3 separate regions of the Mus musculus genome follow, and regions 1 and 3 are each linked to region 2. Evidence: chromatin contacts called from public ChIA-PET and HiCAR-type data. All regions are on one chromosome and are shown on one strand. The core of a region is the stretch at or near the end of the contact, and the rest is flanking DNA. Distances in the headings are between cores, read along the strand shown. Region 1 overlaps Plekha5 (pleckstrin homology domain containing, family A member 5). Region 2 overlaps Gm30215 (a long non-coding RNA gene). Region 3 overlaps Plekha5 (pleckstrin homology domain containing, family A member 5).

Evidence for each region. ChIA-PET counts read pairs in DNA pulled down with a chosen protein or histone mark. HiCAR-type assays count read pairs that join an accessible place to other places.
Region 1: a contact with region 2 is called in a HiCAR-type map of Th17 cells, with 2.7 times the contacts expected there. The contact joins two enhancer-like sites. A contact is called at or near these places in 1 of 15 datasets of contacts at CTCF or cohesin (CD8 T cells), 1 of 484 Hi-C or Micro-C datasets (CD4 T cells), 6 of 115 datasets of contacts at active chromatin or transcription factors (CD8 T cells, T-cell acute lymphoblastic leukemia, Th17 cells and 3 more) and 3 of 9 other capture datasets (adipose tissue, liver and pancreatic islet).
Region 3: an RNA polymerase II ChIA-PET map of memory CD8 T cells shows a contact between it and region 2, with 5 read pairs. The contact joins two enhancer-like sites. A contact is called at or near these places in 3 of 484 Hi-C or Micro-C datasets (CD4 T cells and embryonic stem cells) and 5 of 115 datasets of contacts at active chromatin or transcription factors (effector CD8 T cells, embryonic stem cells, memory CD8 T cells and 1 more).

Annotation. Positions count from the first base shown.
Region 1 is chr6:140,541,645-140,544,344 of GRCm38.p6, reverse strand. It overlaps Plekha5 (pleckstrin homology domain containing, family A member 5), which reads right to left. Exons shown (of 31, transcript NM_144920.3): 11 at 158-625. Among named protein-coding and RNA genes, the nearest start is that of Aebp2, 81 kb to the left of the region's middle. Within about 2 kb of position 1,279, at least 42 of the 459 cell types and tissues checked have an H3K27ac peak or open chromatin away from gene starts, as enhancers often do. A contact at or near this core is called in CD8 T cells and Th17 cells, where this site is marked.
Region 2 is chr6:140,706,856-140,709,645 of GRCm38.p6, reverse strand. All of the region lies in intron 4 of Gm30215 (a long non-coding RNA gene), which reads right to left. Among named protein-coding and RNA genes, the nearest start is that of Gm30215, 28 kb to the right of the region's middle. Within about 2 kb of position 1,400, at least 51 of the 459 cell types and tissues checked have an H3K27ac peak or open chromatin away from gene starts, as enhancers often do. A contact at or near this core is called in CD8 T cells, Th17 cells and memory CD8 T cells, where this site is marked.
Region 3 is chr6:140,507,638-140,510,337 of GRCm38.p6, reverse strand. The region is part of intron 3 of Plekha5 (pleckstrin homology domain containing, family A member 5); the gene reads right to left. Among named protein-coding and RNA genes, the nearest start is that of Plekha5, 85 kb to the right of the region's middle. Within about 2 kb of position 1,362, at least 67 of the 459 cell types and tissues checked have an H3K27ac peak or open chromatin away from gene starts, as enhancers often do. A contact at or near this core is called in memory CD8 T cells, where this site is marked.

The DNA.
Region 1 (2,700 bases), core at 30-2,529, 170 kb after region 2:
ATCCACAGAAACAAGAGACAGAAATCACATCTGATCACCATGAGCAAGATACAGTAATCAAAGTATGAAACCTAAGCACACTTTAACCCAGCACTGCAAGTGAAGCCAACCTGCCCAGCACGTCAGAGGAAGCAGGCTGATGACGCTACGTACTTACCCTCTGGGCTCTTCTTCAAGACCCCGTCCTTTCTGGACTTTAATCCACTGCTCTAGCTGTTGCATTGAATTCGTTCTCTGAATGACTCGGTCGGCCTCTGTGGCTAGGGGCCCTGCATTTGGGTGACTCCCACCCCGGACATCTGCCAAGCTGACATTCACCGCTTTGCCGTCAGAACTATTCACATTGATGGGTCTGTAGTGTACATTCTGAGGTGGGCAGTCTGGCCCGCTTTCATATTCTGATAGCAGGGAGTTCAACTTCACACTGTTAATTTTTGTTAATGGTCTATCTTGCCCGTCCTTCTGAAATCCGTATCTTTCAGCTTCTAAGGCCCTTTTTTCTTCAATTTTGCTGATTTCCTTATTCTTCTGATGGTTTTGGACCTCGGGTCTAATGAGAACTCTGTGGTTGGGAATGTTATTGGTTTCTTTGGTTGATGCACTGTCAGTTGTAATCTTGTCCACTCTGAAAGCAGAGGAGAGAGCACAGTCAGTAAATGGGACAGGTGTCTAGCCCAGGCGAGTAACTTTCCTGAGGGCAGGCAACAAAGGAACAGGCAGAGCACAAGCTGCCGCAGGCAGAGCCTCGGAATCACCGCATTACCATGCAGGCTACTACTAGAATGCAGGAGAACACTGCTAGGCAAAACCACCAAGACAAATGCACCGTGCCTCTGTCTGCAAACCCAGTAAACGCTGTCTCTTACCATTAATGGTTAAACCACAGCCCACTTAAAGCAGCCAGCAACTGAAATAACAATGTGGCTCTCAGTCATGAAGGTCAGCTCATCATGAGACACTCATGAGCCTGGCGGTGGAAGCTGCTGCAACAGGAAATTATAGTCTGATGCCACCAAAGAGCTGACCCCAATGAGACGCAAGAGGACCTGTGTGCCTCGGAGTGATGTCACCATGTTGCCCAGGTTGGCCTCACACTTCAAGTGATCCTTTGTCTCTGCCTCTCAGGTGTTGTGGCTGCTGACATTACAGGTCTGAGACATCAGACCCAGATCGCACAGTTTAGGAGCTCTCAGGGCCAAGCTGTTCATGCTCAGTGCACAGCTTTTGTTCTTTCCTTTAAAAAACAAATGATCTCACTATGTAGGCTTGGCTAGGCTGGAACTCACCGACATTGTTTGCTTCTGCCTGGGATTCAAGGCATGTCCTACCAAGCCCAGGGTCAGTGGGCATCTTCACTTGCTAACTGCATCTCTGGGCAAGGTTCAGCAGCTTTACACTGTAAGCTTTTTGGTAGATAGAGTACCTTCAGCAATGTCAGAGGCCTGTCTGACAACCAAAGGACAACTGCCTGCTTATACTGCTTTTACTGCTGGTCAACTGTTTCTGGGCTGCCGAGTTCACTACTCAGTTGCTAGAGCTTTTTCTGATGAGAGGCTGTATTTCTGAGCCAATCCTATCTAGGCTTTTATAAAATCAAGGTGAGTGTCTGAACCCACATAAACTTGTCAAGATCACTGCACTCATCATGAACTAACAGATGTGGTCTGCCTCCTGCATCAGCACACCATGGTACTACTGAGACCCCAAGGGCTACGGTACTGTTAAGTTCTATAACATGTGGAGAACATACATATCACATGTCTGTAAGTTAAGAAATATAGATTCCATAGACACTCTGGCACGGAGCTCCAGCAAGAGTGAAAAGATAAGCGCCTTCATTTGGAGTGAAATAGCAGAGACCTAAGTCACACGGCTAGATCAGATACAACAGCAGACACGGGTGGCATGGGGTAGGGTGGGGTGGACCACACTGACAGCCTGTGGGGCTTCTTCCCTTCAAAAAGGAAGCCACTGCGAAACTGACACCTAGGAAAAGTTCAATGAAGTCTTCATGAAGGGGTTGTTTAGCACTATCCTTAGAAATGTAAACTAAGTTCAGTAAATTACAGCTACTGTTTTAGACAATTGTAATGTTTTCTCCAAATACTTATCACTGAAGAAACATAAGTATGTAATGACTTTTTTTTTTTTTAAATGGAACAAAACTGACTCAGAAAACCATGAGAGCATAAACCACAAGAAATGCATCTGATTTAGGAAAGCGATGCTTAGGTCATGACAGCAGAGAAGCTGGAAACGCGTGACCACTAAGAAAAATGGTAGGTTCTTCAAAATCAAGAAACAGAACTGCCACCTGAAGACATGTGTGGACATGTAACTCCAGTGTGATGTGTAGGGTCAGGAGTTTAAGGCCATCCTTCAGTTTATAGTAAGTTTGAGGCCAGTCAGGGTTACATGACAGTTGGACTAAAAACCAAAACAACCAACCAACAAACAAAAATATACTAAAACAAAAAAGAAGAAAAAATTATGATCTAGCAATCCTACCACTGAGAATCCATCCAATTAGTATGGTGAGGAGATTCCTACACCTATATGCTTATTATATCACAGCAGACAATAAAAGCCAAGATATAAGATGTATACATCAATAGATAGATAGAGGTTTTGTAATACACACACACTAATACACACACACACACACACACACACACACACACACTAATACACACACACACA
Region 2 (2,790 bases), core at 151-2,650:
ACTCTGCTGCATTAGTGACGGCCAGGGCAGAGGGAGAAGCCTGGGGACCCCCTCCCCCATGCTCTGTGCAGAGCCCTGACAACTGAGCTCTTAATTTAATAAGGAAGCAAGCCCCATTCCTTGAGACCACTTAGCCAAGGCCGGGTACCAGCTGCCTTAGGTCAGCAGAAACACCCATAGCTTTTCCTCCTTAGAAGGCGGCCCTCCGCCTGTGGTTACACACCTCCCACCCCAAAGGATTCCTGATGGGCTGAAGGAATCACAGACCGCAGGGAACCTTCCTTTGTCTCATGGAGATGGCTTAATGTCCTTTCTTAGGAAGTACAGTTTTCTACTGACCAAGAGATCTGAGCAGGGTATCTGTAGTGCATGTCCCTGCAGGAAGGAAAATATGTTGTCAACACATGCAATCCAACATGCACTTGGAGTACATTGTTGTCTGGGGTTTGCTTGTGTTTCTTACTTTTGGGGGTTTTTTGATTGTTTGTTTGTTTTAAAACAGTCTCACTCTAGCTCAGGCTGGCCTGAGCTGGACTTACCACCACGTCATCCAGGCTGCCTCAAACTCTTATGATCCTCCTGCCTCTGCCTCCTCAGCACTAGGTCTATAGCCATGTTTCACTCTGCCTAGCTTGAGTTGCTGTTTTTTAAGCAGTTTTGTGGTGTTGTTGTTGCTGCTGCTGTTGTTGTTGTTGCTGTTGTTGTTGCTGCTGTTGTTTTGTTAGCCACCGCCCTGGCTTCCCTCAGGACACAGACTTGCTTGCACTCTCACAGCCTTGAACTCAAAAATTTGAGACCAGGCTGGGTAACAGAGCATAACCTCTGTCAATAAGAAGGGATGGGAAAGAGGACGATAAAGAAGAGGGGGAGAAAGGGGGAGAGAGGAGCGAGGGGGAGGAGGGAGGAGGGAGGAAGGAGAAGGGGAAAGGAGATTTAAACTAGACAAACATGTAAAGCAATATAGTGTGTCCTAGAAACCCAGAGGAACTTTGGACATGCAGATATAGTTTCCCCCAGAATTATATTTACCAAAACTGGATAATATGTGTCATTTTTCAAGCCATTGCCTAAAATTCAACTACACACACACACACACACACACACACATATATATATCAAGTGAAAGAAAAAAATTCTCATTAACCACAAAATTCAAAACGATCTAGGCCAGAGCTGTTGAGAATAAGGTAACAGCAGAAATTAATCATTAAGTTACAAAGAAAACTTGCGAAGTTAAAAGCCGTCACCCCAAACGGCGTTTTCAGGGTAATGATGTTTCAAGCTGCAATTTCAGAGACGTTTCCTGTGCATGTTTTTGCGGTTAAGGTCCCTGTTTCTGATGTGCACTTTCAAAACCAAAGGCACGTACATTTACAAAGCAATGCCAATGTAGAAAGAAGAAAAAAACCCTTTTCTTTCCACCAATGTGTACATGAAACACTAACCTCAAAGCGTTCCTATGCTTGAGCAAAACAGGATTCTGAGTCTCTCCTCCCCCACCCTCACTTCGAGGCCATCTCCGTGGAGAGACTTCCCACAGGAAAGGCTTCTTAAACTCAAGTGAAGGCAAATCTCAGCAGACAGGTCTCGTCAACTGTGTTTGCCCCGAGGTAAACCACCCATCCAGCGATATTTCCACACACCTGCCCATTCTTCATCAAATGTAATCCCAAAGTGTCCACTTCTCCCTGGGTCTTTGGGTCTGAAGGCTCCTACATCACAAAAACAGTAAATACAGTCCTTAGACTTTTATCTTGTTAATCTCTCTCTCCTTGTACAGGGTGTGACTGTTTATCTTGACAATTTGACTGGATTTGAAATCTCCTAGTGTGCTCCGGAGGGTTTCCCAGAGAGGTTGGACAGAGGAGCAAACATCCACCGTGCATGTGAGCTGCACCATCCACAGACTGTGTCCTGGGTGAACAAGAAGCTGAAAGGAAGAGAACCCCAGCCTTCATCCCTGGTTCCTGACTGCTGGTGACCAGCTGCCTCAGCCTCCTGCTGGCATGTCCTCTCCCTCCCCAGCTCCCTTAAACTGTGAGGTACAAGTCCCAGCCTTTCTTGAGTTGCTTCTGTCAGACATTTTGTCTCAGCAGCCAGGAATGTTGACTGCAAGTCCTGCGTGGGGTGAGGGAGACAGTACCTGCCTGTCCTCTACAAACCTTCCACGTCACAGCTCATCCTAGGCCAACAGGCAGATTAACAAGAATGCAGCATGCAGCTGGACGTGGTAAGACCTTTGACAAATCAAAAGAAACTAGAGGCCCAAAGAGTCCGTGAAACCTGAGCATTTAAATTCACGTGAGGTTGGGAGCCAAATACGGACTTTTGAGAAGGAAGAGGACAAAAGCAACCGGGGAGCTGCTCACGGCAGCACAGATGTGTCTCTGTGCCCCGGTGGTCAGAAACAAGGATGCTTCCCTCAGCGATGAGACAACCTCGCTCACGGAGCTCTTATCACCTGCTTCCTCAACAGGCACAATTCCTTCCTGTGTTTTATCCGGCTGAAGAGATAGCTCAGTCAAGGAAGTACTCATCACACAAACATGTGGTCCTGAGTTTGATCCCCAGAACCCATATGAAAAATGTCAGGCACTTGGAAGGCAGAGATAGGATCGTGCCTGGGGCTTAAGGAACTGCTAGACTAGCCCATTCCAGGCCAGTGACAGACAGCAAGGTGAATATGGACTAAGGAACAACAGCCAAAGTTGACTCTGGCTTACCCATACACAAATGTGTGCCACACACACACACACACACACACACACACACACACACACGCACGCACGC
Region 3 (2,700 bases), core at 113-2,612, 200 kb after region 2:
TCATGTTGTTAGGTTTAGTTACAGTGACCTTACTCCCCTGGTACCAATTTTTTCTATTAGTTATTTTTGCATGGCTTAGACATACTATCTGACAGAACTAACTTACAGGAGGACTGCTTTATTCTCAGTTATCTGCATTGCATCATGTCAGGGACACCATGCCCAAGCAGCTCGCCTCATGGAGGAAGGACCACGGAGTGTTAGAGGCTGAGCGAGCACACCATAGAAGAGCAGGAAGCGGAGGAAACAACACACAGGGACCAGGGGCCAAGGAGCCTTCGAGGGCCAACCTTGTAAAGCTTCCAGGGCTTTCCAAAATAATAACAACACTTAGTGACCTGGGCTCAAGTATATGAACATTAAAACCATGACATCCGGGCTGGTGAGACGGCCTGGTTAAGAGCGCTAACTGCTCTTCCACAGGTCAGGAGTTCAAATCCCAGCAACCACATGGTGGCTCACAACCATCCATAATGAAATCTGATGCCCTCTTCTGGAGTGTCTGAGGACAGCTACAGTGTTAAAAAAAAACAAAAAACAAAAACCATGACATCCTATCCTGTTTTAAGGAAACAATCAAACAACTATAAACCTGGAAACAAACAACAACAACAAAAACATCAGCTACGCAGATGAACAAAATAATGTACTAAAAAGCAACGTTGCCATTCCTCTCATGCACCTGGGTTACATGTGATCCCGTAGTAAAGCAGGACTTTCAAAATCAGACAAAAACCTAGCTCAGCGTTTGCAGCATCACACAGTGGTCCAGGGGCTCCACAACGCACTGCTCCAAGAAACAATGAAATGAAACAAGAGATCTGCTCCAAGAGTCTCCACCTGGGGAGAGGAAGAAGGGACAAGGCAGCCTAGCACTTGGTTTATGACATTATGGCGCTTGTGAAGTCTCTTGCCCTCGCAACAACGAAGACGAAGACGGCTTACTCACTGTTTACAGTGTGGTCAGCCACGGGAACAAAGGGGAGAGTAAGATAAAGTCCCTCTTTCAAGGTCACCACAGGCCCAACTGACAGCTTAATAGGAGAAAGCGGGCTGTAAACAAATCATTAAAACATAACCTGGTTTGAGAGCCCAGAGGAGGAAATGGCTAATGGCCTGGGGGATATGTGGAAACTGCTTAACAAAACGAAGGCCATCCGACTATTTCAAGATGAAATCCATTAGGGGTAGCTATGCTCGGAGCACACACGTCAGCAAAAAGTCTAAACTTCTCACACACACACACACACACACACACACACACACACACACTACCCACTAGCAGACAAACTATTTACTTACAGAAAGATGACTAACAATAAGGCAATTCTCATGTGCCTTGTACAATTCTGCCCAGCAGGTCTCAGGCCTGCACTGATCACATGGTCAGGAGAAAGCCAAGAAAAGCTGTGGAGACAGACAGCCCACTACACTGCTGAAGCCAATCAACTTCAAATCCGTGGGGAGTCCTAAACCTCAACTAATCCCAATTTTCTTTTCACGTATCTCTAAAGTCTACCGCAGGAGCCGCGCCTCATGAAGACAGAAGAGAAGGCCAGTGAGGGCTCAGGTGGTAAAAGTCATTGCCATTTTGGCCTCATGACATGAATGCAGTCCCTGAGGCCGATGGGAGGAGAGAACCAACTCTCCAAAGTGGGTGTACATATACAAACGAAAACAAAGCATTTCTAAAAACCACAGCGAAAGGTTCCACTTGGCAGTGGTTAGGCTCACATGCTGCCCTAGCAGAGGAGCAGGGTTTGAGTCCCACCACTCACATGGCACAACCATCTGTAACCACAGAGTCAGAGGACCGAACCGCTTCTGGTCACTGTGGGTACCAGGCACATAAACGGTAAAAAGATACTACACACGTCCAGCCAAAACACAATATGTATCAAATGGACAGACAGACGACAAACAGGATACGATCTACAACCAAAAACTAGAGTTCAGCAGGGGTCTCATAAGAACTTACACCAGCACCCGTGTTTCACTCAAGCACAAGGCACGCCTGTGAGACACCCGACAGCCCAGCGGCCACACTGTCAGTTTTGAGTCCTTACATACTTACGATTTCACTTCTCAGTGGATTGTAATCTTGAAAATGCTACCCCTGCCCTTGACTTACTTGATCTATCTGGATTCGCAACATTCACTCTGCAAGAGATTTATTTCCAAATACCTCAATCTGAAACCCGATCCCATCCATCATCTGGGGCCAATTTATTCATAATTAATATTCAATATAGAAGCTCTTGTAATGGGAAAGGAGCCCTGTTTCTAGTATTTCCTCCCAGTACCTAACACTACGGTAAGACAGTAAGTGTAAGGTGTCTCATTGGTTAGTTAAGGATTTCACCCCCTTAGTCATTTAATACAAATCTTTCTGATGTGGAAATAGTAGAATGCGCTTGACCTTGTGGTCCATGCCTGTGAGCTCAACTCCCAGGAGGTGGAAACTGTGTTTAAAAAAAAAAAAATCAAGAATGGGTGTGGGGGTGAGTTTCCATTGTTTCAGGTTGCTGTTCTTTTAGAGATAAAACCTCACAAAGCAGCAGACGTCTGGAATAAGTACTTGGAAGAGATGTAAGAATCCAGTCAGTCCATAAACACCTGCTTAGGAAGAAACCAATTATAATGAGAAAGCCCCTCATACCACTAGACTCGTCCTCTGTAGGGAGTGGAAGCTACTAGAAC